Linked DNA regions of Mus musculus: region 1 is linked to region 2. The links are chromatin contacts, called in public HiCAR-type maps. All regions are on one chromosome and are shown on one strand. The core of a region is the stretch at or near the end of the contact, and the rest is flanking DNA. Distances in the headings are between cores, read along the strand shown. Region 1 holds the start of Lhx9 (LIM homeobox protein 9). Region 2 holds the start of Camsap2 (calmodulin regulated spectrin-associated protein family, member 2).

Evidence for each region. HiCAR-type assays count read pairs that join an accessible place to other places.
Region 1: a contact with region 2 is called in a HiCAR-type map of astrocytes, with 6 times the contacts expected there. The contact joins the promoter of Lhx9 here to the promoter of Camsap2 in region 2. A contact is called at or near these places in 1 of 39 promoter capture datasets (liver) and 1 of 115 datasets of contacts at active chromatin or transcription factors (astrocytes).

The regions. Positions count from the first base shown.
Region 1 is chr1:138,841,133-138,843,953 of GRCm38.p6, reverse strand. Lhx9 (LIM homeobox protein 9) reads left to right here and starts at 1,510. Exons shown (of 5, transcript NM_001042577.1): 1 at 1,510-2,146. The coding sequence starts at 1,973.
Region 2 is chr1:136,344,736-136,347,560 of GRCm38.p6, reverse strand. Camsap2 (calmodulin regulated spectrin-associated protein family, member 2) reads left to right here and starts at 1,457. Exons shown (of 18, transcript NM_001347109.1): 1 at 1,457-2,262. The coding sequence starts at 2,124.

The DNA of each region.
Region 1 (2,821 bases), core at 261-2,760, 2.5 Mb before region 2:
AAGTCCCCCTCTCATTCACACGGTTCCTTTATTCTCTTCTTTCTTCCTTTCCTTCCCTAGCCCCTTTCCCCAGCTTCTTCTCCTCAGCCTTCCTTCCAGATTGGGTTAAAGTTCCACGTGGAGCCGCCTGGGTGGAGGGAGGCGGCGGTGCCGCGGGGTGCTTCTCCAGCTTTCTAGACAGAAGCCCCGATGCTCGCCCGCAAGCCCGAGAAGTGGTGGTGAAGCCGAGACTGGCGAGCAGGCAGAGAGGAGCGGGAGCGGCCAGGCTTTCTTCCCTTTCGGATTAAGTTCCCGTCGCTGCTCCTGGCATCACGATCCTAGGACTCCCCCCACCCCCACCCCGTGGTCGTTTCAGTGAATCCACAATATCAGAGTATTGCGGTATTGTGGACACGTTTTAATGGGTCCAGAGGGAGGGGAAGGGCCGAGCTAACTAGAACAGAGGGCGACAGAACAATACCATCTCTTGTGAGGAGCAGTCTGCCATCCTGCCTGTTAGTTCTCACTTCCCCGCCTCCACCCAGAGCCTCTTTCACACCCTTCTAAGTGTGTGGAACACTAGCGGCTATTGCCTCGTCGTCCTACCCTAGTCGGGCATCCAGCTCACCCAAGACCTGTGCACGGTGACAAATTCCAAAGGGGACTCTAGAATTCCAAGTTTACCTTCAATCTAGAATTAGGTAAAAGAGTAACCCGCTCCACGGTCAAGGTTCTGTTAAGTATACAGTCTACAAAAGCATGTCCTGGCCTGTACACTCGAAAAATTTACTATATATATGTATATATATATATAGTAAATATATATATTTCCAAAAGTATTACTCAGAAAAGTAGGCTCTCCACGCCCCTTTTTCACTTTGGTGGACGTCTCAGAGCCTGGTGGCACCGCCTGCCCTCGGGGAGGTTAGGCAAGCAGACAACTGTCTGAAGAGTGCTTTTAATAAGTAAGTTAAGAAGAGATGGGGAGCAAGGGAGCATACATTAAAAGTACCGTTTCCGTGGAGTGATTCAAAGTCTGTGGGGTTTTTATACATTTCTGGTGACAGTCTTGTAAAACGGGGATTTAAAAAAGTCTGTAGATGAGAAGGAAACTTAAGGTTTGGAACTGATCTTCTGTGCACTCCTGGCTGGGGTCGGATAAACTAGGATCAAATCCAGGATGCGGACAATAAGGGCTCCTTTACCGCTTTGAAAACATGACTGTTGGGAACTCTTGGAAAGATGTATGCTTGAGGGTGTGTGTGTGTGTGTGTGTGTGTGTGTGTGTGCAGGCGCGCATGTGGGGAGGGGGTAAAGACCCCCTCCTTCTGCCTTTCCCCCAGTCCCCCACCCCTTTGTAATGTTTGTCCCTGCTTGCCCATCACCAGGGGGTTGAGAGGAGGTATGACAGGTCTTTGTTGTCTGAATAAAAATCCGTGGCAGCTCCAGGGAGAGGACTCCTCCTACTAAATTATCAAAAATGGGCTGGCTTTAGTCTCTTAACAAATTGGACACAGCTCCGGCTGGAGCAGTCCCCAACGCAACCTACAGGCACTGGGAACTTGCAGGCAGCCGGGGACCGCTGAATCTAGCACTTCGTTCTCTTTCTTTGTGTTCAAAACTATTTTTCTTTCTTCCTTAGATTTTGTTTTCCTCCCCCCCACTTCAACCCCCCTCGGCAGTTGTTTTCCATTAGTAACTCGATCTCTCGCTGCAGTTAGAATCGCCTGCTTTTCCCTCCGTCCGCGTTTGTTTGTTTTCTGCACATCTCCTTCTGGAAAACCCTGGATATCCCCCCCCCCCGCCCCCTTCCCCGTCGTTCTTTTGCCTCGGTCTTTTCCCTCTCAAGTAGAGCTATTTCTACTCTGTCGTTTTCTTCTTTCCTCTCTTGTCCCTGTTCCCCAACGCGTCTCTACGCTTCTGCATCGCGCAGCCCTGTGCGGTCGCTTTTGCTTCTTCACTCGAATGAACTGAGAGCCCCAGGCGTGTGTTTATGGAAATAGTGGGGTGCCGAGCCGAAAACAATTCGTGTCCTTTCCGCCCCCCAGCCATGCTCTTCCACGGAATCTCCGGAGGCCACATCCAAGGTATCATGGAGGAGATGGAGCGCAGATCCAAGACTGAGGCCCGTCTGACCAAAGGCACTCAGCTCAACGGCCGCGACGCGGTAAGGACCAGTCCGGGCGCGGCGCCCGGGAAACAGCGAGTCTCCCGGTCCGCCCAGGTTGGGGATGGCGGGTCCCGGGGACTTTTGCCTAGGGATGTTCGCAAGGTTTTCACGAGAGGCGTGCTTGCTAGGCAAGGTTCCCTTTCCGAATCGAGGTGTCTAAGATGTTGTAGTCCTGAGCTCTCCAGTCTTTGTATAGCAGCTGATCCCGAGCCGACAGGGCAGCGGGCCTTGGAAGGAGCGGGCGTGCTCCCTGCCAACCACAAACTCCAGTCTCCCGCGACCTGGCCGCCAGGCCGGATCCGCCCGCCCCCAGGGCAAGCCTTGGTGCAGTTAATAGGGGGACTACTTACCGGCCTGGCGTCCTTGCCCTGGGATAGAAGACAAGACCTTCAGAGTAGACCTCAACGTTCTGGTCCTTTTCCCATTCTTCGGAGCTCAGCACCCGAAACCAGAGATTGTTAGGGGCTCTGCAGGACAGTTCAGCTGCTCTGGTCGTCACAAAAATTGCGTTTCTCTTCCTTATGGGACCAGTGTATTGGATAGTGGGAAATCAAATCAAATAAAATGCGAAGGAGCGGGTCCCTAGTCTAAAAGCAAGAACATGAGCGCTACAACCTCAAGAGATGGAATCTACTATTGCGGTTCCTATTCGTAACAGCAGTTATTATGTCT
Region 2 (2,825 bases), core at 208-2,707:
CCAGTTAATACATTAATTTTTCAAAGGGGCTTGCCCATGAGAAAAACCCTATTAATATTAATTGAATTACTAAAAAAATATGCCAATCACCCAATGGCATATTATTTCTAGTGCCTTTTTTCCTGCTTGGCATTGTTAGTGGGGCTTATCTGTAATGCCTTATTGGGTTCAAGGAGGAGTGTTTCTGGGGATTAAACAGAAATCAAAAGGGAGGGGCTTGCTCCTGGAGCTGCCCTTTTCGATAGTAGGGATCAAAACGCCTCCCCTCATGTTTCATATGTCTCCCATCTTAACGGCTGATGATAATAGGGAGGCCCTAGTCGTACAAAGTAAGATAGTTCTGGGTTCAGACTGTGACTATGCCTTTACTATATCTGCAATTTAAGAGGCTTTTCTGACTCTTAGCTCTCTCATCTGTAAAATGAAAACCACCCAGGATTACATAAATTAAAATCAGATGTGTTAAAACAAGAAGTGGGGAATTAGAAAGTTAACCAAACTCGGTGTTAACTACAGTAACATTCTCCCTTTGACCCTAGACATTGATAGAGCAACTACTGTGAGGTTTAGCATCATATAGGTGTCAGAGACAAGGCAAGTCAGCTTGAAAGCTAAAGACAGTTGGTGGTTGGAATGCAGTGTGACAAGTTATGACATAAAGGACATACATTGCTCTGGAATCAGTTCTGCACGGGAAGTTGGCAGTATCAGGGAAGGCTTTCTGGAGGGAGTGACTACTGTGGACAGAGACCACAGAGACAGGCAGCGCACAGCTCTGAGAAAGCATACCCATGTGGGGGAACGGAGAGAGTTCTGGCAAGACGAACTGCGACAAATCATAATTGTGGATGTTCTTTGTGGAAGGGTTTATGTTTCTTTCTACGAGGAAACAGAAGGTACCAAAAAACCGGATCCTTCACTTAGAAAACTTAAGTGGGGAGTATCAAGTTAAAACGTCATGACGTGAAATGTATACAGCTTTGGAGAGTTTAAACCTGACCTTCAACCCTGGTTAAACCCCATGGGTGACTTAAGTTACTGCATCCCTCCATAATTTCGTGGTCAACCAGCTGTATCACCTCTCTCAGGGTTACTGCAAGGATTAAATGGGTGTGCAAGGCAAATTCTCAGCAATACGCGTGTGACATAAGCAGCATTTGAAACAAATATCAATTCTCTTGGCTGAACCACGTGTAGCGGGAGGAGAAAAGCCTCTCCTCTCCCTTTCTTTCCTTCCCTCGTCCAGCAGTGTCGGCGGCAGCAGCCCAAAGCTGCGGATGTACAGAACGTCCAATCCAGCGGGCACTGTGCTGATTAATGGATAGGGGCGCGGAGCCCATCGCGGGCGGCAGCGAGGCTGGGCATGCTCAGTGCGCATGGCGGCGCAAGACAGCGGCGGGGGCGGGGCCGGGCGCGCCAGGCGCATGCTCAGTGTTCCCATCTGCTCTTTCCATCCAGTGCCGCAGCCGGAAAACCGCAGCGACGGCGGCGGCGGCGGCTGAAGGGGAGCGAGGCGTCCGGCCACGGGAGGGGTAGCGGAAAATACGAGGACAAGCCCGATAAGGCAGGAGCCGAGGGCCCGTGATTTGATTTGCGGCCTCCCCCAGGCCGCTGCCTTGGCCCTGAGCTGCGCCGAGGAGGCGGGCGGCGGCGATCGGAGCGCCGGAGAAGCGCCGGGCCGCGGGCGGCTCGCGCGCTGCAGCGATTCTGACGTTTTCCGCGGCGGGTCCCGCGGCCCGAGGGGCGGCCGTGAGTGAGGCGGGGCGTGCGCGCTCCGCCATGGCGGGGACACTGTCCGCGACGTGATCGTCCAGGCTGCCCCCGCCCGAGCATTCCGGGCCCTCTCAGCCGCCACCCTCCTGCGAGCCCGTGTGACTAAACGGAGACAAAGGGGAGGCGGAGGGGCAGACCCGGGCCGGAGCGAGCGCGGCCGGGTGCCGCCTCACGTCTATGCCCGGGGCCGCGGCGGCTCCCGCGGGCGGCGGACTCGCGACGAGCACAGCTGAGCTTTTCCGTGCCCGGCGCCCGGGAGGGCCGCGACCGGCGCGGACGATCTGAACTCCTCTCTCCGCCACACCATGTGAAGGCCGTCGTCCCTCCATCCCAACCAGCCGCCGTGAAAGATGGGGGATGCTGCAGACCCGCGGGAGATGAGAAGGACGTTCATTGTTCCAGCCATCAAACCCTTTGACCACTATGACTTCTCCAGGGCCAAAATCGCCTGCAATCTGGCCTGGCTGGTGGCCAAAGCCTTTGGGACAGGTAAGTGGTGTCGTCCCTTTCCTCTTCCTCCCGATGCTGTCCACATCCCAGTTTTTGTTCCTGATTCCAGCCCCCTCCCCCATGTGTATCTTCCGGTACAGGTTTAGGGAGATGACGGGAGACGAGCTCTAGGAGAAAGAAAGAAGGCAGGTTTGGTCTTAAATGAGGTGCCCTTGACTGACGCGGGAGGGGTTGACCGGGTTCCTTTTATTGAATAGCGTGTGTCTAAATTCCGCGAGCAAATTATCGTGTTTTCCCAAAATGGCTCTAATGTGTGGTGTTTTCCTTATTATCTTGCATACGTTTCCCTTTCGGTCATAATTGTGGTTACCATACCAAGAAATCTGAGCTTATTACTGGAAGAAGGTGGGGTACTATATTGATCTTGACATTTGTAATGGTGGTTGCTAGTCAGGCTATGTAGGATGAAAGGTGGTCAGTGTTGAAGTGCAGTATCTTTTGTAGGCGTTCCTTACTCCTCTCACAGCCTTTCATACACATTCCAAATTCTCGTTAAGCCACCCATTAAAACCACTTTTAGTTTTCTGACTGGATAGTGCTTT